Linked DNA regions of Mus musculus: all the other regions are linked to region 2. The links are chromatin contacts, called in public ChIA-PET, HiChIP or PLAC-seq and promoter capture Hi-C maps. All regions are on one chromosome and are shown on one strand. Each heading gives the region's core, a stretch centred on a gene start, on an enhancer-like site or on the middle of the called end of the contact. The rest is flanking DNA. Distances are from core to core; before and after follow the strand shown.

Evidence for each region. ChIA-PET counts read pairs in DNA pulled down with a chosen protein or histone mark. HiChIP or PLAC-seq counts read pairs in DNA pulled down with a chosen protein or histone mark. Capture Hi-C pulls out chosen DNA fragments and counts their contacts.
Region 1: a contact with region 2 is called in a promoter capture Hi-C map of liver. The contact joins the promoter of Sh3d21 here to the promoter of Clspn in region 2.
Region 3: a contact with region 2 is called in an RNA polymerase II ChIA-PET map of memory CD8 T cells, with 10 read pairs. The contact joins the enhancer-like site here to the promoter of Clspn in region 2. A contact is called at or near these places in 6 of 39 promoter capture datasets (cranial neural crest, frontonasal cranial neural crest, liver and 3 more), 2 of 484 Hi-C or Micro-C datasets (bone marrow-derived macrophages and nephron progenitors), 12 of 115 datasets of contacts at active chromatin or transcription factors (the 230-238 cell line, the SCID.adh cell line, bone marrow-derived macrophages and 8 more) and 4 of 9 other capture datasets (adipose tissue, embryonic stem cells, liver and 1 more).
Region 4: an H3K4me3 HiChIP or PLAC-seq map of bone marrow-derived macrophages shows a contact between it and region 2, with 3 times the contacts expected there. The contact joins the enhancer-like site here to the promoter of Clspn in region 2. A contact is called at or near these places in 21 of 39 promoter capture datasets (the 3T3-L1 cell line, 3T3-L1-derived adipocytes, the C10 cell line and 13 more), 3 of 15 datasets of contacts at CTCF or cohesin (the NIH/3T3 cell line, pro-B cells and stem cell-derived epiblast-like cells), 4 of 484 Hi-C or Micro-C datasets (cerebral cortex, embryonic stem cells and nephron progenitors), 14 of 115 datasets of contacts at active chromatin or transcription factors (the 230-238 cell line, the NIH/3T3 cell line, the SCID.adh cell line and 6 more) and 4 of 9 other capture datasets (adipose tissue, embryonic stem cells, liver and 1 more).
Region 5: a contact with region 2 is called in an H3K27ac HiChIP or PLAC-seq map of epiblast stem cells, with 7 times the contacts expected there. The contact joins the promoter of Zmym4 here to the promoter of Clspn in region 2. A contact is called at or near these places in 15 of 39 promoter capture datasets (the 3T3-L1 cell line, the C10 cell line, the HPC-7 cell line and 12 more), 1 of 15 datasets of contacts at CTCF or cohesin (the NIH/3T3 cell line), 6 of 484 Hi-C or Micro-C datasets (CD4 T cells, CD8 T cells, Th1 cells and 2 more), 14 of 115 datasets of contacts at active chromatin or transcription factors (the 230-238 cell line, the SCID.adh cell line, bone marrow-derived macrophages and 9 more) and 5 of 9 other capture datasets (adipose tissue, embryonic stem cells, liver and 2 more).

What each region holds. Positions count from the first base shown.
Region 1 is chr4:126,161,879-126,164,607 of GRCm38.p6, forward strand. It overlaps Sh3d21 (SH3 domain containing 21), which reads right to left and starts at 1,463. Exons shown (of 16, transcript NM_001162533.1): 1 at 1,347-1,463; 2 at 1,088-1,245; 3 at 924-987; 4 at 575-693; 5 at 298-388; 6 at 90-145. The coding sequence starts at 1,350. It overlaps Thrap3 (thyroid hormone receptor associated protein 3), which reads right to left. Exons shown (of 12, transcript NM_001356455.1): 12 at 2,204-2,729.
Region 2 is chr4:126,555,525-126,558,398 of GRCm38.p6, forward strand. Clspn (claspin) reads left to right here and starts at 1,456. Exons shown (of 26, transcript NM_175554.4): 1 at 1,456-1,613. The coding sequence starts at 1,590.
Region 3 is chr4:126,812,425-126,815,288 of GRCm38.p6, forward strand. It overlaps AU040320 (expressed sequence AU040320), which reads left to right. Exons shown (of 21, transcript NM_133886.2): 4 at 1,832-2,078. Among named protein-coding and RNA genes, the nearest start is that of Gm24161, 4.3 kb to the right of the region's middle. Within about 2 kb of position 1,272, at least 38 of the 459 cell types and tissues checked have an H3K27ac peak or open chromatin away from gene starts, as enhancers often do. A contact at or near this core is called in memory CD8 T cells, where this site is marked.
Region 4 is chr4:126,888,829-126,891,528 of GRCm38.p6, forward strand. Zmym4 (zinc finger, MYM-type 4) reads right to left here. Exons shown (of 30, transcript NM_001114399.2): 21 at 2,187-2,240; 22 at 1,168-1,347; 23 at 687-781. Among named protein-coding and RNA genes, the nearest start is that of Gm25604, 29 kb to the left of the region's middle. Within about 2 kb of position 1,268, at least 13 of the 459 cell types and tissues checked have an H3K27ac peak or open chromatin away from gene starts, as enhancers often do. A contact at or near this core is called in bone marrow-derived macrophages and hematopoietic stem and progenitor cells, where this site is marked.
Region 5 is chr4:126,966,852-126,969,586 of GRCm38.p6, forward strand. It overlaps Zmym4 (zinc finger, MYM-type 4), which reads right to left and starts at 1,376. Exons shown (of 30, transcript NM_001114399.2): 1 at 965-1,376. The coding sequence starts at 1,003.

The sequences.
Region 1 (2,729 bases), core at 213-2,712, 390 kb before region 2:
TAGCAAGCCCAAGGCCCTGGGTTCAATCCTCAGCTCTGGGGGCAGGGGGGAAAGAATTCGCTGGCTGTGCCCACCATGACCCAATTTACCTTAGGAGGCCTCTGTGAATTTGGGGTAATTGGCGGTATGTCTGTATTTCCAAGGCCTGCAGAAGAAGAATCGATGGTGTTAGGGAGGTGCTAATTTAGCTAGGTCAAGGGAGGGGGCCAAAGGGGTCACGAGGTCAGGAGGGTCACTGGGAAGATCGCTGAAGATTGCTGAGTCTGGTCCCAGGGGATCACAGGGTCACGGTCTCACTTGGGGGCCCACTGTCCAGCAATTCCACAAAGTTGGATGGGAAGGCTCCCAACTGCCCGTTCTTCTCTCCCAGCCACCAGCCGTCCTCAATCTGGGGAAGGGGAAGGATGCGGGAGCATCTGGTTCTGTCCAAGAGTAACTGAGGTGTCCATCCTTGGTTCTACCCAAGGACTACATCCTCCCCAGCTGCCTCCCTTCCCATCGCCCCCACCCTTACTTCACTTTCTTCTGTGTGAATAGCTGCAGCATCTCCCCAAGTGCCCCCAGGACCCCTCACCTCCTTTATCACTTCCAAAATCTCCCCAGTTTGAAGCGTCAGCTCGTCTGCCTGCTCTGGGCTGTAGTTGAAGTTCACTCTGCACCATCTTTGGGGGTCCCGAGAGTTGATGGGGTGACCTAGGCCAGACAAGCAGGGAAGCAGCTCTGAGCAGGGAGCCCCGTCTGCAGCACTGGGGAAGAGTTGGACCCCAGAACTCCCTTTAGTAGCTTCAGGCCCCGCCCTCGAGCGGAGCATTGTACTTCAAGCCAATCAGGGGGCTGCAAAATAGCCGCGGGTGCCCCACCCACAGCCGTCATGTTCCACGCGGGCAGTGAGGCCCCACCCGCCGGCCCAGCGCCCGACTCACGGCGACTACGGCGCGGAAAGCGCGGTCTGGACTCGGTGACGCCCCGCAGGGCCTCCGGAATCTCCTGGGAAAATCACATAGGGGCGGCACTAGGCACAAGGCCCGAGGCTGAGGCCAGGGCCGCTCCTGCTCCCCCGCGCAGCCATACCCGTACCAGGCCTCACCTGCACCAGGCGCTTGGGGAAGCGACCGCGGCGGCCCCGCAACTCCCCAAGCAGCCAGCCCCGAGCGGGCCCCGCGCACACCTGCCGGATCACGTCCCCCGGAGCCAGACTCAGCTCGTCCTCCGTCTGCGCTCGGTATCTGGCCAGGACCAGGACCTCTACGGGCGGAAGCGAGCTAAGAAAGGCTGTGGGGACGTCCGTGGACTTTGCCCTTCGGAAAGTGTTTAGAAGAACCCACCCCGAACCCCCACACACATACCCATGACTTCTGGGGCTCCCTGCGCAGCCTGACCGTCAGGCTGGGCATTGGGTGCTCGGAGGGCGGGCGAAGCCGCCAGGCGGTAGACTGGATGTGGATGAGGCGGAGACTCGAGTCATAGGTCAGGATCCAGGTAGTAGGAGTGGGCGGCCTGGCTCAGCAGGTTGGGCCCCAATTCTTGAAGGAGGAGTCCAGGGTCTCAGCCCAGGGCTGGGGTAACAGCTTCCCCAAGAGCTCTACTTTAGCCAAGTCTCCCAACCTAGGCCAGACTCTATGTCTTTTATAACATTTCCTGGCCCACCCTCTTCTGGCTTGCAAGTTCTTAGCTGCAGGGGAAGGTGGAAGAGGTACATACCAGGGTGGGGCCATTCCTGGGAAAGTGGCCCCAGATAGAGATACTAGCTCCTGTCTCTGAAAAGCTATGGCGGGTATATTCCAAACTTCAACCCCCCCTGAAGCTTCGACTCACTTGGGGGCCTAGTTGGATTTCTGATAACTACTGCAGATTCTCCTTGGGGAAAGGCAGCAAGAATCAACTTTTAATAAGGGCTGGCAAGAGTCTGAAGGTTAGGGTCCACCCAGTTTACCAGTTGGGCTAGGCTCACCTCTTCCTTGTGGGTTAACATATAAAGGCCGAGCCAGCTCACTGCAGCCTTGACCCCTGCCCCAGCACCAAGGAAGCCAAAGTCCTGACTTCTGGCATGGTAGCTAGGTTTGGTTCTTGGAGGAGTCAAAAACACAGAATGCACAGCCTCCACTGAGAACAAGAAGTCCTTCTTCCCAGAGACGAAAACTATGGTATATTCTATGGGACCTATTAACCCAGGGTCACTCACACAAGCAACAAACACAGTCCGTTTACATCTGCCACTTCATTTATTGTTTTTATTTGCAGGAGGAGTTGAAACAAAAATTTAAGGGTGTTTTTTTGTTCTCCCCTAAACATGAATCATTCAAGTAAAACCAACATAACTATTGAAATTAGCAAAGTAAAGGGAAGTATGCACAACAACCCAAGAGCGAAGGCTGGGGAGGGAGGAGGGTGCAGTCGGCGTCCAACAGATGCGCGCAGGCAGCGGTTCACCTGCTGGGGACCGCTGCCCCGGAAGGCAAGCACAAGGACCCTTTAATGAGGATGCCCCCCAACATCTGAAAATGTTTCAACCCAAAACGTAAGGTTAAAGAGAAAAAAAAAAGGAAAAACCCAAAAACACACAACCCCACAGACCACCCAGCCATAACCACCATCCTTAATCATAGGCGTTTCTTTTCATTTTATAAAAAGATTAATAAAAAATATTGAAAAAATTATTTTCTCATCTTGTATTTGTAAAGATAATAGAATTCAGAAGTTTCTTAGAAAACCGTCCAGAAACTGCCCTC
Region 2 (2,874 bases), core at 206-2,705:
GAATAGTTTTGAGCTGCCATGTTGGTGATAGGAGTTGAACCAGGGTCCTCTGGAAAAGCAACCAGTGATCTTAACCTCTGAACTGTCGTTCCAGCCCTCAGAAATAATTCTTTAGACAGAAGTGTAATTTGGGGCAACAGAACAGGAGAAGGGAGATTTTGGAGGATGCTCTCGGTGAGCCTGGAAATCATAAAGAGCAGGTGACAGTGGACGCGAGACGATCACATTACTTCCCTTACACGCTTCCTCCAAAGATTAAGAGAATGATGATTATAAAATTCTGCCCATTGTTTGTCACAAACTGTATGGCCAATAAAAGTCAGTCCTCCAAATGCTGGAGGAAGTGCTACAGATAGATGCATATTTGTGAATCATTGATGTATACGGTCATAGTAAAATAGCCTTTTTTTTTTTAAAAAGGGGGTAAAATATGAGGATGGGACTCTTTTTTGTATTTTTTGGAAGCCTGGAGATTATACCAGGGAGGGCCTCATGCAAACTAACTAAGCAAGAGCTCTACTACTGAGCTGCATCCCCAGCTCAAGACCCTTAGGGGTGTAGAAGTGGGCGGAGATGTGGAGAAATGGAGTTGTTTTTTATCTGAATGTGTATTCAGATAAAGGGGAGACCAGTGTCAGAGGTGACTGTCATCCCTCGTATCCTCTGAGGAGATTCTAGGGATGTGAGGTTTTCCGTGCTAAACCTGGGAAAGTCCTAAGCAAACTGGACAGAGTTGGTCACCATACCAGAATAGGTGAAGGGGGGTGGGGGGAGTTAGAGAGGAGGGGGGTTTGGGTGGGATGGAGGATAATAAATACTCAGATCTTTCTTTCCCTGTGCCAGCTGGTCTCTTTATAATAACTTTGTAAGGAGTTTTAACACTGGCTTGACCATTCAGAAGACAAAAGACAAGTCAGCTGGGACAATACAGTCCAGAAAGGACATTCTTGCCTGCCTATAGAACATGGGGAAGAAAGGACAGAGAATCGACCCGAAGAGGTAAAAACATTAACTCTGCAGGTTAGGATTGCTCCAGGGATGAACTGATGGAGAAAGCCTCCACTGGGGTCTAAGGTTCCCTCAGCAAAAAATTCAGGTGTGGGACACTCCCAGAATCCTGGGAACTTCTTCCCAGTTCACTTCCTGCATTGAAATTTCTCTCCTCTAATTGCATACGGTACGACCCATCGAACGAAGACATAGGTCAAAAGTCCAAGAACATCATTCGCAAGATACCTTCTTTCTAAGCCATAGCGCGGGATCTCTTCGCTCCCCGAGAACCCCCAGACACCCCAAAGCCACTCCTAGATCTGTTTGACAAGAGCAGCCGCAACCCGCCAAACCAACGCAAATTACATTTGCCGGGCAGGCAGGAGGCGCCTCCTGATTGGCAGGGCGATAGGGGTGGGGCCTCGGAGGGAAACCCTCCCTCGGATTGGTGCAAACCCTCAAGGTTGAGCGTTGTACCGCGTCTGGGCGCGAAAGCTCGAACTTCGCTGCCGAGCTGGAGACGGCGGGAGCTGTCGCCGTCAAGTTGAGGTTACTGCAGACACGTTCTCCTGGAGCTGTGCGGAAGGGAGGCCGGAATCATGACCGGCGAGGTGGGTTCTGAGGTGAGTTTAGGCTCTGGTCCGGGCTGTGGAGGCCTTTCGCTGAGGGCCGAGTGGGACAGTCAACCCAGCAGGGCCAGAGCGCCGAGCCGGGAGGACTACAATTCCCGGCGTGCACCGCTCCGAGACCACTGGACTGAGTCTGGGGGCCTCTGGAGGGTCTCCATCTGGCTTCCCGCGCTCAGTCCCCACAGCTTCTGGTTCGGCGGCGCGCGCTGTTGTCCGCCCAGCCGGGTCCTCAGCTTGTCACTGCAGCCCGCCTTGCTCTTTGGCGCGTTTCCTGCCGCGCAAGCTCCCTTTACAGCATCCCCACAAAAAAAAAAAAAAAAAAAAAAAAAAAAAAGGCCTTGGCCAGCCTGGCCTGGAAGTTGTGGGGTGGGAGTCTCTGTAAGCACAGGGTGAGGGGTATAAGCAGTTGGAACTCTGGTTCTGGAAGGAACTTGTAAGGGTGTCGCGCGTGGGCCCACAGTCTTTGCCTACAGTGGCCTGGCTCACAGCGTCCTTCCAGTAGCTGGTGACTCACTAGTGGAATTTGGCCATAGAAAACCTTTTCCGTGATCTGTGTTCTTTTCTGGAGCCAGGACTAGGGCCAAATAGTTGCCTTAAGAACAGATTTAATGGGGGTACCAGAAAAACCTAATCACCAAAGGAAAGCCTTTTTGTTGTTGTTGTTGTTGTTGTTGTTTTTTTTTTTTTTTTTTTTTTGAGACAGGGTTTCTCTGTGTAGCCCTGGCCGCCCTGGAACTCACTCTGTAGACCAGGCTGGTCTCGAACTCAGAAATCCTCCTGCCTCTGCCGAGTGCTGGGATTAAAGGCGTGCGCCCCCACGCCTGGCTATGAAAGCCTTATTTTGACATGAAGTTTTCACGATTAGATATTGAACAAAATAACAGACTTTAATCAAGATCTCGTTGTGCACCAACCTGTCTTTTTGCCTCACTAGGATTTTTTTAAAAAGCCTTAATTTAAATAACATTATTTTCAAAAGGTGGCTGACTTCATAAGCCACACTTTTGCTGACTCTTACTAGAAAGAGAGAAAGAAAGAAAGAAAGAAAGAAAGAAAACAAACATAAAAGTAGGAGACAAAGACAGGGAGGCAAAGTTAGAAGAATGGTATGTGAGCACAATTATGACATGAGTGAGTGTGTGTGTGTGTGTGTGTGACTATCACAGTGGGATCTGAAGGATGGCTCATAAATAAAGACATTTGTTTTGAAGCCTGACAGCGTGACTTCTATCCCCAGGACTCACCTAGTAGAAGA
Region 3 (2,864 bases), core at 22-2,521, 260 kb after region 2:
CACACAAGAACATGAGGGGTCTTTGGAAGTGAAAGGTATGCTCATTTGAATAGATGATTTCTTAGGTGTTCATATGTGTCTAAATCTGACCAAGTAAAAACATAAAATATCTTTTGTGTATATGTGTCAATTGTACCTCAGTAAAGCCTTAAATGGGCAAAGGTTTGAGTAGACCTTAGCAAAGGGGAAGTGACTGGTCAGCAGCAGGATGTCCTACATCATTAGAGAGATGCATAGAGAAGGTCCAGTCACAGCTACTGGAAAGGCAGGGTAAAAGTGCAGGAGCACCAAGCCCTGGTGAAGCCGGGCCTGGCACTGGTGCTCTCTGCCATGGAATGTCAGCCGCACAGCAACCCACCCAGTAATTCAGTGTTGAGGAGCACAGTCAGCAGTTCTACCCCTAAATATTAGTCTATGAAAATAGGGCCCACACAGTGGCACACAGCTTAATCTCAGCACTCTGGAGGCAAAGGCAGAGGTAGGCAGATCTCTGTGAGTTCAAATCCAACCTGGTCTATGTATCTAGAATTTTAGGAATCCAAGGCTACATAATAAGATCCTGTCTCAAAATAAACAAATAAATGAAAACTTGTTCGTGTCCAAATATATGTACCCATAGCAACTCTATTTGTAACACCTGGGGGCTGAAAACAACTTAAATCTCTCTGAGTAAATGAATGGGAATAAATGTTGAAGCATCTCTGTAATGGAATACTACTCAGTAAAAATAATAATTAAAAAACAAAACAAAACCCAGTGGACTACCAATACATTCAGTGCCATGGATGAATCTCAAAACCATGTCGGGGGAACACAGCTAGAGATAAAAATAGAATACACGTGGTTTCTTTTATAAAAAGTATAAGAAAACCCAGATGAGTCTTCCTGTGACAGAAAACAAGTCACCGCTGCCTGAGTCTGGAGGAGGCAGGAAGTTAGTGAGGACAACATCGAATCTTAGGTCTAATAGCAACATTCTGTCTCTAGGTTGTTGTCATGTGGGTGTGGACATTTGCCAAAAATTGACCTTGTGTTCTTGTGATGTGTGAGTTTATGTTATGTGAATTATATTTCCGGCAAGTTGATTCATAAGAGTCCTTACCCCAACCCTGGTTTAGCTACTCTGCATTCTTCTTTGGCTGAATGTGGTGGTGTTCTTGTTGTCCCTGGACTTCTTCAAATCCCAGCAGTGCAACGTGACCTATAGACAGACACCTGACCCTGCCATTCTCTGCATATGATCCTTTGGCTGCTCGCCAGTGTGGGTCCTTAAAGTGGCCAGTAGTGCTTTCTGTCTGTCCCCCCACCCCTGTCTTCCTGCTCATCGCATGCTGTATGTGTGCCTAGTCCCCACGAAGGCCAGAAGAGGGTTGTTGGATCCTTTAGAACTGGAATCACGTGTGTTTTTTGAGCTGCCATGTAGGTACTGGGAAATGAACCCAGGTCCTCTGGGAGAGCAGCCAGTGCTCTTAACTGCTGAGCTGTTGCTTCAGCTCCCAGATTATTTTGTTTTAAAGAAAACTGTTTGTTTATTTGTTTTGAGACAGGCTCTAACTCCATAACCCAAGCAAGCCTCAAATTCTTGGCAATCTCTTGTCTCAGCTTTCTGAGTGCTAGAATTATAGGTAAGAGTCACCATGCCCATCTGAAGAATGGGTTCTGGGGACCAAACCTGGGGCATGTCTGGCAGATATTCTGCCAACTTTAACACTATTTGATTTCAGTGGTAGGATTAATTTCTTCAGTATTTGATGTCATTTCCCGAGCCCAGCCGGCCCCATTGAATCTGTGGTTCTTGCCTGCTGCACTTAGTCTTTCATACATTTTTCAGGTCCGCAAAACCATTACAGTTGCCGGTTCCTTCACCAGTAACCACACTACACAGACTCCTGAGTGGCCCAAGAATGTGTCCATCCATCCTGAACCATCCGAGCACTCCAGTCCTGTATCTGGTACTCCGCAAGTAAAAAGCACTGAGCACAGTCCAACTGATGCCCCTCTGCCAGTGGCCCCCTCCTACAGCTATGCCACCCCCACGCCCCAGGCCTCTTCTCAGAGCACCTCAGCACCACACCCAGGTAAGTCCTCAGCTCCCATCCTCAGAGATGAGAGGACGTGGAGAGTTAAGAACAGAGGAGAAACAAAATAGCCCTGTCCGAGCCTCTGAAAATGTGGGCTTTGGAGCCCCAGATCCCTAAGTCAGTAGCTGCCCAACTTGGAGAACTCAGTGGGGCTCATTTTCTCAGAGGCAGATTCTGCAGGGACCTGAAGGCCCAAGATTTGCCGGTGTGGTGGTGCACACTTGTTATCTTGGCAGTGGAGGCAGGAGAAGCATGAATTCAAGTCATCCTTGTCTGTCAGCTTGGGACAAGCCCGAGCTACCTGAGACCGACTAAAACAAACAAACAAACAAACAAGCAAACAAGCAAAACCGTAGTGGGGGAGGATTTGATGAGCAGGGCTTAACAAATGCAGAATTAACAAATGCAGGGCAATCACGCTGGTGCACCTGTCAGGCTCTGGATCAAGCATTGCCGGCCTGATTCTCAGAACGTCTTTATTTCCAAAGCAACCACAGGAAGGAGCTTAGACCTAGAGCTTCCTTAATCAGCCAGCTTTCTGGGGCAGAGCTGAGGTAGTAGGTGGAGATAGTTCATGAGTGGCTAGTGGGTGACCCCAAAACGTCAGAGGCAAGGCAAAACCAGGAACCACAGTTTTTGCCATTCTGTTTCTCAGGGTTTCCTTTGTTGGTAATAGAACATGGTGTTGAGATAGTCCAGTCCCAAAGCAGCATGTGATTTCTGTGTCCAGGCAAATGCCTGCAGATTGTCTGTGTAACTGAAGGACTTGCCTTGTGCTGTATT
Region 4 (2,700 bases), core at 18-2,517, 330 kb after region 2:
AAAACCATCTCATGGGCCCATTAAAGATTATAAAAAGTGCCCCCGCAATTTTTTTTTAATGTTTATGGGTATTCTGCCTGCATGTATGTTTATGCAATGCCTGTAGAGAGCAGAAGATGACACCCAGAAGCTCTGGGAACTGGAGCAGCAGGCAGTTGTGAGCTGTCTGTCTGTCATGTAGGTGCTGGTTATCAAACCTTGGTTTTCTGTAAGAGCAACAAGTACTCTTTAACCCTGATCTCTCTCAGGGCTATAAAAAGATTGTTAAAGTAGTAAGTCAAAGTCTGTAAGTTTAAATACCAAAGGAAACGTCCTGATTAGAAATAAATATGTAATAAATGGTATTGTTGGTTTTCTTTTTTGCACACTAAGAAACAAAAGCAAAAAACCTTAAAAACTAAAACACTTAAAAAATAATGAATGAGCCGGGCGTGGTGGCGCACGCCTTTAATCCCAGCACTTGGGAGGCAGAGGCAGGAGGATTTCTGAGTTCGAGGCCAGCCTGGTCTACAGAGTGAGTTCCAGGACAGCCAGGGCTATACAGAGAAAACCCTGTCCCGAAAAAACAAAAAAAAAAAAAAAGAATGAAAATACTTAATTTGGGCTCCTACAAAGCTTTTAATCAGAAAACTAATAAATACTGCTAAACAAAAGAACACAAACTGTAAACTTAAGCTTCCGCTTACTCGCCGTCTGGGCTGGGGGAATCCATCTCTGTGTCTTCGTCTTGTTCGAGAACGTGCCTGGATCCCCTGTCCTTTATTAAGTGGGTCAAAAGATTCTGAAAAAAGCAGCAGAAAGCCCAGTGTGAGGTATGTAACACACAGACTTAAGAGAGCTCATAAGACTAGTATCAGTAATCATCAGTCCAGTCTCCGTGATAAAGACCTCCGCTTATATAGTTAAGATGCACAACGGATTTTAACACATGAATGAAACGGCAGTTAGCAAGGAAACCATCCGTAAATAGTTACTGTTGAAAAGGTCATTAAAAATTGCAAACAATAAAATTAACCACTTACAAGAACCTTGCAACAGATATTCACATTTATAAAGGCAGAAGACTCCCGAACACTTCACACCGTTTAACCCTGCAAACTTGGAGCTCTCCCAATCTTCTGACTTCAGCCGTCTATGACGACCTTCAGCCGTCTATGAGGTACAAACCTGATGGGAAGTCTGCCTCCAGATCCTGCTCTGTTTCCCCTTTTGAAAACGGTTTCAGTTCTGAATCAGCATCTTGCACAGCATTCGACTTTAATGCGTAATGATTCAGCTCTTCTTCCCAGCTGTGTGGAGTTGATACTGCTTCTGACTCAAGATCACCACTATATGTACTTCCTTGGTCTGAAAGTGAAGAAACCAAACATGCTCTCCTGACATATTTAGAAACTCTCCTGAACTCCTACATCCTAAAAACCAAAATATGGTTAAAAGATAATTATTAGGACACAACTAGTAAAGTAACTATGGTTGGAGAGAGAACTTCATCAGTAGAGTATTTCCTATGTAAGCAAGAGGACCTGAGACTGAGCCCCACAACCTACTTCTAAAAAGAAAAACAGAGAGGCATGATGTCAGGATGTAATCCCAGCACCTAAAACAGGTGAGTTCCTGAAGCTTGCTGGACAGCCAGACTAGCCTACTTGGCTACTTGGCTAATTCCAGGCCAGTGAAAAAAAAAAGTCTTTTTGTTTTTTTCAAGCAGATGGTGCCTGAGGAAAGATACCCAAAGATGCCTTCTAACCTTAATATATATTGATCACATACATGTATAAACTACATTTACCTGTGCAGTTTTCTGACCCAGATGCTTCTGTGAGGAAGTAACACACACACGCACGCACACACACACGCACACACACGCAAGCACACACACATTGCACACACACACACACACACACACACACACACACACACGCGCGAAACAAAGAATCAAGTAACTTCTTTAACGGCTTCACAGAATTAGATTCATATTCTTAGTAAACACTACAATGCATTATCTCAAATATTAAAATATTTGAGATATTTATTATTTGCATTACAAATTGGCATGACAGTCAATTCATGTCCCTCACAAACTAGGTAAAATTATAAACTACTAAGCCCAAGGATAGTCTTCTGAGTTCCTATTGTTAGCAGAGAATAGTATTTCTAAAAACTAAAATATATTAATAACTACAAACCTTTTTCAAATATCTTGGTGTCTAGAAACAGTTCTTGTTCAGAAGTTTGAGATTCTAAAGAAAAAAAGCAAACAAAACAAATCTCACATGAAATGACTTCTCTACTCAATAGAGGGGACTAGGTAAGCAGACTTCTCTACACAAGGCCTGCTTCATCAATATATTGAAACACTGTAATAAAAGCAGCTGGCTCATTCACATCGCCAGCAGAGCTCACACTTCTGGACATCATAAGAAGCCACAGGAAGAAGGGCTTTACTTTTCATGCTGTGTTGGTTTTTCATCGGAAATCCTTTCATATTGTTACACATCCATGCAAAAATGACAAACTGTTCCACTCAAATACGCCTTTTCTACTTGCCCCCGAAGGCCAACAGACTTAGAACAGATGTAATCGATACATGAGCATGAAGCCCACAGAGCTTCATGAAGTTGATGAAAACAAAATTCAATGATAAATGAGATATTTGAAATGAAATTCAGAAACTCAACATAGAAAAGGATGTTTTCTCAG
Region 5 (2,735 bases), core at 126-2,625, 410 kb after region 2:
ATTCATGTTTTAAGCAGCTTGGTTTAACAACTAACTCATCATTTGGAGACCATTTCCAAAAGGAAAACTCCTGATAGGAAACTTAACAAACTTGATGCTTAACATGCTGGGTGAGGGGAAGTTTAAAAAAAAAGCCTTGAAAAACATTACTCAGTGGATAGTATTGTTCTCCATCTGAAGAAAATGAATCACAACTAAATTAAAAATAAAAAAAGTTTCAAGACAAACTTTTAAACGGCTTACAACTCCTGTGTAGACAAGGCTTTACCTAGGGCAGGCAAGGCTGGCTGGGTACATCCTAAGGACAAAACTTGTCACTCTTCCACGTTACTAACTGCAGGTAAAGAATGCTAGACTATAACACATCCGTGGCTATCAGAACACATTCCCCCAACTTCAAGACGACAACCCCACTTCTTCTAAGGTGAAGAGAGCACCATGTCCACTTTGGGGCTTGATAACGGTCAAGGGGGAGGGGAGTGGAGGCAGGAAGATGAATTGGCTCCGGGGTTCCCGCAGCACCCTCCCGGTTACTCCTCAGGAAACGACCAATCCTCCACGACTTCTTCCCGCCACCTCTACCCCCACCTGACCTCTCCCCAGAGAAACTTCCATAGACTCCCTTTTCCTCGAGGATGCAGAAGCGGAGTCTGACACCTTGCGTCTCCCAGGCTCCCCCCCCCCCCGAATACGCACCACCACCCACACGCCGGCAAAGGGAGGGGAGCCAAGCGGACCACGGCCCCCGCCCCTCCCCCTCCCCGCCGGCCACCGAGCTTTGTCCCACCTGCCGAGGGGACCCCGGTGCCGCCTCGGGCCGCCCCTCCCTCCGGCCGTCGACCACCGCGCCACCCGTGAGCTCCGGGCTGCTCGGGGCCGGCCGCGCCCCGCCCCCCGCCCGCCCGCCCGCCCGCCTGCCCGCAGCCCGCAGCCCGCAGACGGCCCGCGGCCTCACCTCACCTACCCTCTTTCGGGGGCCGGTCTCCACCTCCCGCTCCGCCATGTTGGGCCCCGCTCGGAACCGCGGCGGCTCCCGGCGCGGCGGCCGCGGCCCCTCTCGGCCCCCGCCCACACTGCAGACACCGGCGCTTCACCCGCTGCGGTTCGGTCCCCCTCGGCCCCCGCCGGGCCTGGCGCGGGAGTGACGAGGGGGGCGGAGGCCCGCGCGCTTAGCCGCAGCTCCTGGGGTCCCACGGGCGGGCGCGTGGGCGCAAGGGCCTGCCGGGGCAGGGGGGCCGGGACTCGGGGGGTTAATGGCCTCCAAGGGGCCCCGTGAGGAGGATTATTTTCTCTCAGAGAAATTCCTCCGCCAGTGGTTTTCTTAAAGGGATCTCCAAACCAGCCCCTTGCGCGCGCCCCTGATGCGCAGGCGCGCCACAAGCCCCTCCTCCCTTTCCCACCAAGCCCCCGGTCCTGAGCGTGCGCGGTGAGTGGCCCAGGCTAGGCCTAATCCTGTTAGTCTCTTTGCTGCCAGCAGCTGCTCCCACCACTCAACTATGGCCGCTCCCTTAAAGGGACCATGACGAAGGGATGATGTCAGAATGAAAGATCTTAATGGAAGGACTATCTGGTGAAATGTCAGTGAGGGGTTCACATCACCACCCTACACCTGACTACAGAGATATTGCCAAAAGGAGAGAACCCTGATGAGCCAAAGTTCTCAGTGACCCTATGAACATGAAGAATCCCAACCAAGAAGAAAACAAGACTGTTATCTGAAGGAGAAACCAACAGCTTGTCAAGTAAAGGGCGTCGACTCTCAAGGAACAACTTCCAACCTTAAAACCAGATCCACTGGTAGTGTTGAAGGCAGAACCAATAACTGAAGACAATTTCCTCAATACCTGCTTGCCATTAGAATACTAAAATGAAAAAGGATCTTAGAAACCATCTACTCCATTGCTTTCAAAGTTAACATTGCCAGTATGGTCATTTGAAATAAATTAATTTACCTCAAGATATCGAGTGGCTGGTGAGGAGCTAGAACACAGTCTGGAATTGCATTCCTCCAGGATTCTGAACACACAAAACTGTCGTCAAGGCAAAAGAACATAAAATGTCAAGAGTCTTGATAGTTCAAGAACATGGCTGCTCTCCTGAGAAGTTTCATGGTGATGACCTGCAACTGCTGTGTGCCATCATTTGCCTCCACTGAAGGAATTTGAGGGTCTGACTTAAAGAATAGGAGCTTGAACTGTCAAGGCAGGAAATCCAAGGGTAGGCACTATCTTCCCTGAAGCACAACGAAGCCAAAGATAATGAGAGCTGAAGTCCCCTCTTGGATTCTTAATGAAGACATAGGCACAACAGACAGACATATAGTAAAAAATACAAGGAAATTAGTTTAGGTTGGTTGGAGTTGGGTTGGTTGGAGTTGGATTGGTTGGAGTTGGGTTGGTTGGAGCTAGGTTGCTATGTAACCCAGAGTGGCCTGAAACTGCTGGTCTTCCTGCCTTGACCAAGTGCTTGGACTGCTGGTATACTAGGAAATCCCCAAAGAACTAATTAAAAAAAATGTTTAAGTCTCTGAAGAGTTGTTATTCTCCATGGCAATACAAGGGGACCCAGAGCTCCTCTGCTCACAGGGTGAAAGTTGCTCTACAGCTGTACTTCTGTGTGTAAGTCAGTAGCTCTTTGAACCCAGGAACATTGGCTGAACACTGAAATGGCTGAAAGTTTCCATGCTGGTCCTTGATTCTCCCTTGGGCCTGTTATCTTTTGTTTCACTTATGGGT